Linked DNA regions of Ornithorhynchus anatinus: region 2 is linked to region 1. A link is a contact called in public Hi-C data. All regions are on one chromosome and are shown on one strand. Each heading gives the region's core, a stretch centred on a gene start, on an enhancer-like site or on the middle of the called end of the contact. The rest is flanking DNA. Distances are from core to core; before and after follow the strand shown. Region 1 has its middle 10 kb from the start of PERM1. Region 2 holds the start of HES4 (transcription factor HES-4).

What was found. Hi-C and Micro-C count contacts between places; a contact is called where the count stands out from the background.
Region 2: a contact with region 1 is called in a Hi-C map of fibroblasts, with 6 times the contacts expected there. The contact joins the promoter of HES4 here to the enhancer-like site in region 1. A contact is called at or near these places in 2 of 2 Hi-C or Micro-C datasets (fibroblasts and liver).

The regions. Positions count from the first base shown.
Region 1 is chr5:55,807,690-55,813,146 of mOrnAna1.pri.v4, forward strand. No RefSeq gene overlaps it. Among named protein-coding and RNA genes, the nearest start is that of PERM1, 10 kb to the left of the region's middle. Within about 2 kb of position 3,887, the one cell type or tissue checked has an H3K27ac peak away from gene starts, as active enhancers do. A contact at or near this core is called in fibroblasts, where this site is marked.
Region 2 is chr5:55,865,238-55,870,967 of mOrnAna1.pri.v4, forward strand. It overlaps HES4 (transcription factor HES-4), which reads right to left and starts at 1,596. Exons shown (of 4, transcript XM_029064515.1): 1 at 1,249-1,596; 2 at 1,018-1,113; 3 at 834-921; 4 at 1-707. The coding sequence starts at 1,365. The coding sequence ends at 124.

The DNA.
Region 1 (5,457 bases), core at 2,637-5,136:
CTCATCTGTAAAATGGGGATTAACTGTGAGCCTCCCGTGGGACAACCTGATTACCCTGTAGCTACCCCAGCGCTTAGAACAGTGCTCAGCACATAGTAAGCACTTAACAAATACCAACATTATTATTATTATGATAATAATCATTATCCCTCTCCCCAAGCCTAGGCTAGGCCCTCTGCCCACAGTAGGTGTAGGAACCCTACTGGACTTGCTTGACACGTTGCCATCAATCTCACGGTCCCCCTCCCCCTTCACCCTTCTCACTGTGCCTCAATCTTGCCTGTCTCGCCACTGATCCCTAGCCCACATCCTGCCTCTGGCCTGGAATGCCTTCCCTTCACAAAGCCGACAGAAAATTATTCTCCCCCCGCCCTTGGAAGCCTTACTGAAGGCACATCTCTTCCAAGAGGCCTTCCCATATTAAGCCTTACTTTTCCTCATCTCCCACTCCCTTCTGCATTGTCCTGACTTGCTCCCTTTGCTTTTCCCCTCTCGCAGCCCCACAGCATTCATGTACACATCTGTAATTTTATTTGTACTGAAGTCTGTCTCCCCAACTCTAGACTGTGAGCTTCTGTCTCCCCCCAAGACTGTGAGTTCATTGTGGGCAGGGACTGTGGTGCTAATTGTTCTCTTGTACTTTCCCAAGTGCTTAGTACAGTGCCCTGCACAGAGTAAGTGTTCAATAAATACGATTGATTGAATAAATGAATGAATTAGATGTAGTCCCTGTCCCCTAGGGAGGCTCAAAATCTGTGTGCCTAAATCCTGGGCCATCCTGGGGGATGTCCCCTGAGTTTGTGCCTCTGACCCAGTGCCCTGAGGATTTCTACACTCCCTCTTGTTCCGGAGCCTTTGCCCTCCCTGCCCAGGTCAATGTGAAGTCTGGCATAGCTGTGGAAATTGGTGGTGGGAGAGCACCAGGGGTATTGGCAGAGGGCACGTCCAAATATTTTGTTGCAGAATGGAGGTGCCAATGCTTATTGTTTTGCTGGAACAGTGTACAGTTTCCTCCTGACTTGCTTTCACAGGTCTGGGAGTCAGAAGGTCATGGGTTCTAATCCTAGCTCCACCACTTGTCTACCGTGTGACTTTGGGCAACTCACTTCACCTCTTGGGCCTCAGTTCCCTCATCTAGAAAATGGGGATTGAGACTGTGAGTCCCACATGGAACGGGGACTGGGTCCAACTCGTTAGACTGTGTCTAACTCGTTAGACTGTGAGCCTGTTGTTAGGCAGGGATTGTCTCTATCTGTTGCCCAATTGTACATTCCAAGTGCTTAGTACAGTGCTCTGCACACAATAAGTGCTTAATAAATATGATTGAATGAATGAATTATTTGCTTGTATCCACCCCAGAGCTTAGTACAGTGCCTGGCACATAGCGAGCACCTAACAAATACCATCATTATTATTATTATTTCACCTCTGGCATGCCACTGCCCTTCTCAAAGGTGGCAGTGGGACAGAAAGATCTGTTAACAGGGAATAAGTCGGGGTCATGGGGCACGTGGGGTATTGGTGGTGATGATGTTATAATGCTGTGTTGCAGGTGTAGACAGCTTGATGTGATAATACCACATGGTACGTGGTGGGGTCATCATTTTGGCCCCACCTCAGAGCAGTGGATTGTCTGAAGCCGAGCCCTGTCCAGGAAAAGATGTGCAGTTTTCCAGGACAGACCTAATAATAGTAATAACTGTGTTGTTTGTTAAGCCTTTACTAGGTGCCAGGAACTCTACTAAGCGCTGGAGTGGTTAAAATAATAATAATAATGTTGGCATTTGTTAAGCGCTTCCTATGTGCAGAGCACTGTTCTAAGCACTGGGGTAGACACAGGGGAATCAGGTTGTCCCACGTGGGGCTCACAGTCTTAATCCCCATTTTACAGATGAGGGAACTGAGGCACAGAGAAGTTAAGTGACTTGCCCACAGTCACACAGCTGACAAGTGGCAGAGCTGGGATTTGAACTCATGAGCCCTGACTCCAAAGCCCGTGCTCTTTCCACTGTGCCACGCTGCTTCCATAAAGCAAATGACGTTGGACACAGTCCCGGTCCCATGTGGGGCTCACAGTCTCAATCCTCATTATACAGATGAGGTAACTGAGGCACAGAGAAGTGAAGTGACTTGCCCAAGACCACACAACAGACAAGTAGCATGGCTCATTGGAAAGAGCACAGGCTTGGGAGTCAGCGGTCATAAATTCTAATCCCGGCTCTGCCACTTGTCAGCTGTGTGACCTTGGGCAAGTCACTTAACTTCTCTGTGCCTCAGTTCCCTCATCTGTAAAATGGGGATAACACTGTGAGTCCCACGTGGGACAACCTGATTACTTTGTATCTTGGCACATAGTAAGCGCTTAACAAATACCGCCAATATTATTATTATCCCAGCTCCACCACTTGTCAGCTGTGTGATTTTGGGCAAGTCACTTAACGTCTCTATGCCTCAGTTACCTCATCTGTAAAATGGGGATCAAGATTGTGAGCCCCACGTGGGACAACCTGATCACCTTGTATCCCCTCCAGTGCTTAGTACAGTGCTTGGCACATAGTAAGCACTTAACAAATGCCATTATTATTATTATTAAGTAATGGAGTGAGATTAGAACCCATGACCTTCTGACTCCCAGGCCTGTGCTCTATCCACTATGCAATGCTGCTTCACACATCATGCGGACCTATGCACGGGGGTGAGTTTTAGTACCACAGAGAGAGTGGGAGTGTGCACGTGGCTGGACTGGAATGGGACTGAGTGATCACGACATGCTAAGCACCCCACAGAGACCCTGGCAGTAGCTCCAACAGGCCCCCAAGGAGGTTCTGAGCTTTTCCCGGCCCTCCCCACACCCTCATCTCCCCTTCGTCTCTCCCTCGCCTCTCTTCTTGGAGAAGCAGCGTGGCTCAGTGGAAAGAGCATGGGCTTGGGAGTCAGAGGATATGGGTTCTAATCCCAGCTCCGCCACTTGTCAGCTGTGTGACTTTGGGCAAGTAACTTCATTTCCCTGAGCCTCAGTTACTTCATCTGTAAAATGGGGATTAAGACTGTGAACCCCACATGAGACAATCTGCTCACCTTGTATCTCCCCCCGGGGCACTTAGAACAGTGCTTTGCACATAGCAAGTGCTTAATAAATACCACCATTATTATTACTATTATTATTAAAATGGGGATTAAGACTGTGAGCCCTACGTGAGACAACCTGATCACCTTGTACCCCCTCCAGCGCTTAGAACAGTGCTTTGCACAGAGTAAGGGCTTAACAATTGCCATCATTATTTCGCCCCTCGAAAGAGGGCCCGAGAAAGCGGGGATTAAGACTGTGCGCCCCACGTGAGACAACCTGCTCACCTTGTAACCACCCCCCAGCGCTTAGAACAGTGCTTTGCACAGAGTAAGCGCTTAACAATTGCCATCATTATTTGCCCGCCCCCAAAGAGGGTCCGAGGCCGCGGGGATTAAGACTGTGAGCCCCACGTGAGACAACCTGATGACCTTGTATCCCTCCCAGCGCTTAGAACAGTGCTTTGCCCAAAATAAGCGTTTAACAAATGCCATTATTATTTACCCCCCCCCAAAGAGGGTCCGAGGCCGCGAGGATTAAGACTGTGAGCCCCACGTGAGACAAGCTGATGACCATGTATCCCTCCCAGCGCTCAGAACAGTGCTTTGCCCAGAGTAAGCGCTTAACAAATGTCATCATTTACCCCGCCAAGAGGGTCCGAGGCCGCCGTGGCAGCGCCCCCTGGCGGGGGGCGGAGAGTGGCTATTCAGCCCGTCACCACGAGGGGGCGTCCTGGGCGCAGGGACGGGCTTCGGGGAGTCCGGCGGGGGCGGGGGGGGGGGGTTTCGGCCCCGGCCGAGGCCAGGAAGAGGCGGGGGCTGCTCTCCCGGTGAGAAAGCCTGGAGCTCCTAGTGCCGTTCAATTAAGCCCCTTTGATCTAGCGAAATTACAGCGTTGGATTCCCCCCCAGCTGGGGAAGCTGCGGAGCGCCCGCCCCCAGCCACACGCCCACAGGAAGGGTCGAGCCAGACTTTCGAGCTGGAGGGGCCAGGGATTGGCAGGAAATGAGAGCGGCGGCGGGGACGGGGCTGGGGGTGGGGAGACTTCCCTGGCTCCGGAAGGAGCTGAAAGGCAAGGGGGGAGAGAAGGGGCGGGGGACAGACGGGGTTAGGACACCTGGTTCCTGTGCAAACAGCCCAGCTTTTCCAGGAATCGGGGCTGGGGCTGGGAGCCAGACAGGGGGCTGGGGGGCTGGGCTGGGCCTAGAGAAAGACTGGGGGCTGGGGGCTGGGGCTAGGTGAGGGCTAGGGCTGAGCTGGGAGTTAGGTAGGGGTCAGAGGACGGGGCTAGGTCCAGGCAAGGTCTAGGAACTAGACGGGAGGCTGGGGCAAGAGCTGGGTCTCTGTTGACCCAACCAACGGCCCCCTAACTAAGTCCCAACACAGGCCTTGGTACCCAGCCCCTAGACCCTGCCCTGAACCGGAGCCAGGTTCAGCATAGGGTGTAAACTAAGCTTGGGGCAGCGGCTGGGCTGAGAGTTAGGCAAGGGGCTGGTGGCTGGGGCTAGGTGGAGGGCAGGAGCTGGGCTGAGAGTTAGGCAAGGGGCTGGTGGCTGGGGCTAGGTGGAGGGCAGGAGCTGGGCTGGGAGTTAGGCAAGGGGTTGGAGGCAGGGGTGGGCCTGGAGCTAGGGAGGGGGCTGGACTGGGCCTAGGCAAGGACTGGGGGCTGAAGCTAGGTTGAGGACAGGGGCCGTGCTGGAAGTTAGGCAGAGGGTCAGAGGCCACAGATAGGCAGGGACTGGGCTGGGAGATTAATAGTAATAATAATTTTGGTATTTGTTAAGCGCTTACTAGGTGCCGGGCACTGTTCTAAATGCCAGGGTAGATACAAGCTAATCAGGTCCCACGTGGGGCTCACAGTCTGAATCTCCATTTTACAGATGAGGTAACTGAGACATCCAGAAGTTAAATGACTTGCCCAAAGTCACACAGCTGATGCAGCAGAGCCGGGATTAGAACCCATGACCTCTGACTCCTAAACCCATGCTCTTTCTACTAAGCCATGCGAGGCCACCGGCTGGGGCTAGGTTGAGGGCAGAGGCTGGGCTAGGAGCTAAGCAGGGGGTTAGACTAGTAAAGGCAAGGGCTGGGGGCTGGGGGCCAGGGCTAGGTTGAGAGCAGTGGGTTGGCTGGGAGTTAGGCATGCGGTCAGAAGCCAGGACTAGATTCAGGGCAGGGTCTAGGGGCTGGGCAGGAGGTTGCTGGCTGGGGTTAGGTTGAGGGCAGGGGTGGGCTGGGAGTTAGGCAGGGGACTGGGCTGGGCCTAGGCAGGGACAAGGGACTGGGGGCCAGGGATAAGAAGAGGCCAGCGGCTGGGCTGGGAGTTAGGCACGGGATCAGAGGCCAGAGCTAGGTTCAGTGCAGGGTCTAGGAGCTAGGCTGGGGGCTGAG
Region 2 (5,730 bases), core at 346-2,845, 55 kb after region 1:
GTTCCCTACAACGGAACGAAACACGTTTCGCCTTTGGCAAAAGTTTCTCTCCCTCCCTCCCCACCCCCCCCCCCTCCCACCCCCGCCCCAGAAAGTTTGTCCCGAAGTTGGGGGCCGGAGGCGTCACCAAGGCCTCCAGACGGACTGGCTGCGGTCCAGGCCCGGGCTGGGCGCCCGTTTCCCGGTGCCCCCGAAGGACGTGAGGCCCTGGACCGGGGAGGAGGGGGCGGCGGGAGACCCTCCCGCACTCCCCGGTCCCCCGCCGGCCCCGATGGGCCCCGACGGGCTGGCAAAGAGCGGCAGGACCGGACCTCCGGCGGCGGGGGAGGAGGCGAAGGCCGGACCGGGGATGAGGAAGGCGAATTGGCCGTCGGTGGCCGGGACGAGCTGGAAGCCGCCGTAGAGTTTGGGGGACAGGGCCTCGGCCGGGGCCATCTTGCAGGGGCCGGAGCCGGCGGCTGCAGGACCGGACAGCTGGACGGGCAGGGACGGCGGAGGGGCCAGGTGGGTGGGCGGCGGGCCGGAGGGCGGCGGCGGGTAGGACAGAGGTACGAGCTGACCCAGGCAGGCTGCCAGATGGCTCAGGAGCCGCGAACGGACGTCCGAGCTGACGCCCTCGCAGGTGGACAGGAAACGGGTCACCTCGTTCATGCACTCGTTGAATCCGGCGCGGTATTTTCCGAGGACCGAGGGGTCAGCGCTGAGAGCTGCTGCGGGGAAATAGGGGGTGGAGGGAGGGTTACTTGGAGGGGTCATCGAGCCGCCGGACCGGACGAGGGGACACGCTTCCCCGTGAGTGACCCTCGCCCCCTGAGTGACCCACGCCCGCTCACCTGTCATCTGGGCCCGCTGAAGGCTCCGCAGGTGTTTGACGGTCATTTCCAGGATATCAGCCTTCTCCAGCTTCGAGTGGCGGGAGCTCTGCGGGAGAGGGGGAGGAAGGAGGACCGATGAGGAAGGTCCCGACCCCGTTAGTCGCCCTCGCCCCCCACTTCGGCCTCCAACACCCCAACTTACATCCTTCTTCAGCGCGTCCAGGATCAGCGTCTTGAGTTGCCCCAAGCTCTCGTTGATGCGCGCGCGGCGCCTCTTCTCCATGATGGGTTTTGAGGACTAAAGGAGGGGAAGACAGAAGAAGGGGATCAGAGAGGAAAAAAAGGGGAGGTGGTCCCCAGCCCCCTCCCCCCTCCCCGATCCCTGACCTCCCCCCCTCCCCGATCCACTCCTTCCCCTCCATCGTCGCCCCACCTTGCGATGCTCGCTGGCGCTCCTGGGCTTGTCCGGCGTCTGGCTGGAGCTGGCCGGGGCGCCAGCCAGCGGGGAGGCGCTGGGCTTCTCCAGGGTATCGGCCGGCATGTCGCGCATCAGACGCTTCCCTCGTGGGAAAAAAAAAAAATCAAGCGCTTCCCTCGTGGGAAAAGCAGGGGCGGTCTTTTAGGGAGGCGCGTGGTCCTGGGTCCTTTTAGGGGATTTTTTTTTTCTCTTTTCCAAAGGGGGGGGGGGAACGACCCGAGGTCGGGGATCACTGAGCGTCGCTCTCGCCTTGCTGCCAGGCCTTCTATCCCGGTTAGCCCGTCCCCCAGGCCTTTCCTCGCCGCACTCGGGCCCCCGCCGCCGCCGCCGCCCTTATTTATGTGCGCGCCGCCGCCGCCCATTCGTGTGAAACCCTCTCGGCATTCTTTCCCACACTCGCGCCAGCCAATGGGCGCCGGGCTCACCCCACAGGGGCCCGGGCCGAGCCGCTGATTGGCCACCGCCCCCGCGACCTGTCAGTCACGCGCTGCTCTCCCTCCTCCCTCCCTCCCCCCCCCCCCCCAGCCGGAGGTCGGGAACGTGCAACAAAAGCATGTCCTCGGGCGCTACGGCCGAGCGCCAGCCACCTCGGGAGAGCGAGCCGGGAGGGGGGAGGATGTGCGTGGGAGGGAAAGAGAGAGAGAGAGAGAGGGCACTAACCACCTCCCTCCTCCTCCATCCCGACCGACCTCCCGCCGGGGGTGCGGGACCCCCCGCGGGAGCCGGGCAAGGGGCCAGGGAGGGAGCCGCACGCCGGGCCCGGTCTTTGGGAGAGGAAGAAGAGTCAGCCCGGGCGGCCTGGGCACGCGCGGTGCCGGTTTTCGCCCTCTGGAGACAGCAGAAGACGCCTTATGCTGTTTCTAGAGCGCCGGGGTGCACGGGGAGCAGGTCTGGTGGAGGCCCCGCAGAGAGGCCAGAGGTGGTCCCGCAGGCGGCCTATCAGGTCTTGAGTCCCCAGGGTGGGGGGCTGCATCATCACAACAATAATCATGGCATTTGTTAAGCGCTTACTATGTGCAAAGCACTGTTCTAAGAGCTGGGAGGGGGATACAAGGTGATCAGCTTGTCCCACGTGGGGCTCAGTCTTTTCCCCCCCCCCCCCCCCGCCGTGTTCCAGACGAGGGAAGCCGAGGCTCGGAGAAGTGACTCGCCCCACGTCACCCAGCCGACCAGGGGATGATTTGAACCCACGACCTCCGCCTCCCAAGCCCGGGGTCTCCCCCCCTGAGCTGCTGACGACTGCAGCGCGGGGCCAGGCCCCGTTCGGGCGCCGTTTCCCAGCCGTGGAGGTGGGAGCGGCGCCGAGGGTCCCGCCGCCAGCCCGGGGCGAGCGGCCTCGGTCCCCGCCCTCGGGCGGCCGGTGCGGTCGGGGCCGCCCCCGCCGGCCGCGGCGAGCAGCTGTGCCGGCACGCGAGGCGGCTCGGGCCGGGGCCCGGCGGGGCGGCCAATCGGCGGCGCGGGACCGCCGGGCGCCGCGCTCTGATTGGCCGGCGGGGGCTGAGCTGTCAATCATCGGGGCGGCGGGGGCCCGGCGGCGGCGGCGGGCGCGCGTGCGCGCTGCGGCCCGGCGCTTCATCCACCGGGAGCACGTGCCGAAGCGCTCCGGGCCCCGCGCCGGCAGCCGTGCGGCCGCGCACCCGGCCCGGAGCCGGGCCATGGGAAAACCCCGCCCCCTCCTGCCCTCCGGCTCCCCCGCCCCCTTCGGCAGCCCGACCAGCCCGCGCCGGCGGCCTGGCCCCCGTCCGGACTGGAAACCGAGACGCGGGGCCGCAGTCCCGGCGTCGGGGAAGGGGGTGGGAAAGGGATGCTCGGGGCCCCAGACCCCGGGGACCCCTCCCCACCCCTGCACCCGACGCAGACGACCACACACCGGGGCCTATCCGTGGCCCCCTCCGCCCGGCACCGGATTGGAAGGGGTCGGGCCCGAACCGGGCTTGTCGATCTCGGGTTCGCCACAGGCCAACTTTGTGGCCGGGAGGGAGGGGGGAGCCCCTTATGAGGTAAGGGGGAAAAGCCTTCCCAAGAAGTCTGGGACTTCTTGGGAGGGCGCTTGCTCCTCCTGGTGCTTGAAGCCCCACGCTGGGTGGAACCCCCAGGTCCCGGGGATCAACCCTCTGCCTCCCCCCCCCCCCCCCCCGGAGAGTGGGGTGGATACCAGAGAATCTAGTTGGGACACAGCCCCTGACCCATATGGGTTTCAATCTTCATTGTACAGATGAGGGAACTGAGGCTCAGAGAAGTGACTTGTTCAAGGTCACACAGGAGACCAGGGACAGAACCAGGATTAGAACCCAGGTCCTTGGGACTCCCAGACCTGATGATCCCGCCCTGGGAAAGAGGGAGCCTGTGCTCCTTCCTTAGAGGTCTCGAGGGACGGCGATCTCCGATCCGGGGACTGGGTTTGACCTCCGCCTCGGGCGTCTTTGCATTTTAGGGGGGCGGGGGCACCCGGGGTCTCTGCAGCAGGACCTGTCGGCTCGGGGCGCCGGCGGGCAGAGCTCAGCGCGGCGCTTGGGCGCCACCTGGCCGCCTCTTGGCGGAACTGCAGGCCCCAACGTCACTTCATTCATTCATTCATTCATTCATTCATTCAATAATAATGTCGGTATTTGTTAAGCGCTTACTATAATAATAATGTTGGTATTTGTTAAGCGCTTACTTTGTGCCGAGCACTGTTCTAAGCGCTGGGGTAGACATAGGGGAATCAGGTTGTCCCACGTGGGGCTCCCAGTCTTAATCCCCATTTTACAGATGAGGGAACTGAGGCACAGAGAAGTGAAGTGACTTGGCCACAGTCACACAGCTGACAAGTGGCAGAGCTGGGATTCGAACTCATGAGCCCTGACTCCAAAGCCCATGCTCTTTCCACAGAGCACTGTTCTAAGCGCTGGGGAAGACACGGGGAATCAGGTTGTCCCACGTGGGGCTCACACTCTTAATCCTCATTTTACACATGAGGTAACTGAGGCATAGAGAAGTTGAGTAACTTGCCCACAGTCACACAGCTGACAAGCGGCAGAGCCGGGATTCGAACCCGTGACCTCTGACTCCAAAGCCCGTGTTGTTTCCACTGAGCCATGCTGCTTCTCAACCGTAACTCGGTTTCGGGGTTGCAAACGGAGCGCCCCATCCTAACACTCTTAATAATCATAATAATAAGTGGTATTTGTTAAAAGCTTACTATGTGTCAAGCACTTTTCTAATTGCTGTGGTAATAATAATAATAATGATGGTATTTGTCATTGGGAAAGGATGGTCTATCTGTTGCCGAATTATACATTTCAAGCGCTTAGTGTAGTGCTCTGCACATAGTAAGCGTTCAATAAATACTATTGAATATAGAATAAGCACTTGCTATGTGCCAAGCACTTTTCTAATTGCTGTGGTAATAATAATAATAATGATGGTATTTGTCATTGGGCAGGGATGGTCTCTGTTGCCAAATTGTACATTCCAAGCGCTTAGTGTATTGCTCTGCACATAGTAAATGCTCAGTAAATACTATTGAATATAGAATAAACTCTTACTATGTACCAAGCACTTTTCTAATTGCTGTGGTAATAATAATAATGATGCTATTTGTTAAGCGCTTACTATGTGCTAAGCACTGAGGTAGATATAAGGTAATCAGGGTGTCCCATGTGGGGCTCCCTTAATCTGTTTTAATCTGAACCACTTCTCTGGTGGCTCAGTTACCTCATCTGTAAAAAGGGGATTAAGTCTGTGAGCCCCACGTGGGACAACCTGATTATCTTGTATCTACCCCAGCGGCTGGAACAGTGCTTGGCACATAGTAAGTGCTTAACATGCCATTGTTATTGTTATCAATAATCCCCATTTTACAGATGAGGGAACTGAGGTACAGTGAAGTGACTTGCCCAAGGTCACACAGCAGACAAGTGGAGGAGCCAGGATTAGAACCCACATCCTTAGACTGCCAAGCCCGTGCTCTTGCCACTAAACCACGCTGCATCTCACCCCCCATCCCTCGCGGAGTTTAGCGTCCAGGTTTGGACCCTTTACTGGACAGACCCTTATCGCCCCCCCCCCCCCCAAAAAAAAACAAGCGGTGGAGGACAGGGTTTCTGGAGAGCCGTAGCCGGTCCTTTGCAGAGGGGCTGAGCGCCCCGCCCACCATTTCCACCCGTCTCGGGTCAGTGCGGTGGCTGCGGGCTGGGAGGCTCACAGGAGGGCGAGGCTGAGATTCGGTGTCTGTCTGCGGTTTTACTGATCGGTCGGGGTGTTGCCCGGAAACTTCCTGAACAGTCAGCCCCGCGGAGCCGGAAAGATCGAGAGGCCTGGAGGGAGGGGGAAAGGGAGGGGAGGTCGCGGCTGGGTGTCCCTAAATCCGGGGCCCAGGAATTCCCACCCCATCCATGCTCCGTTTAAGAAATAATAATAATAGTAATGGTATTTAAGCGCTTACTATGTGCCAAG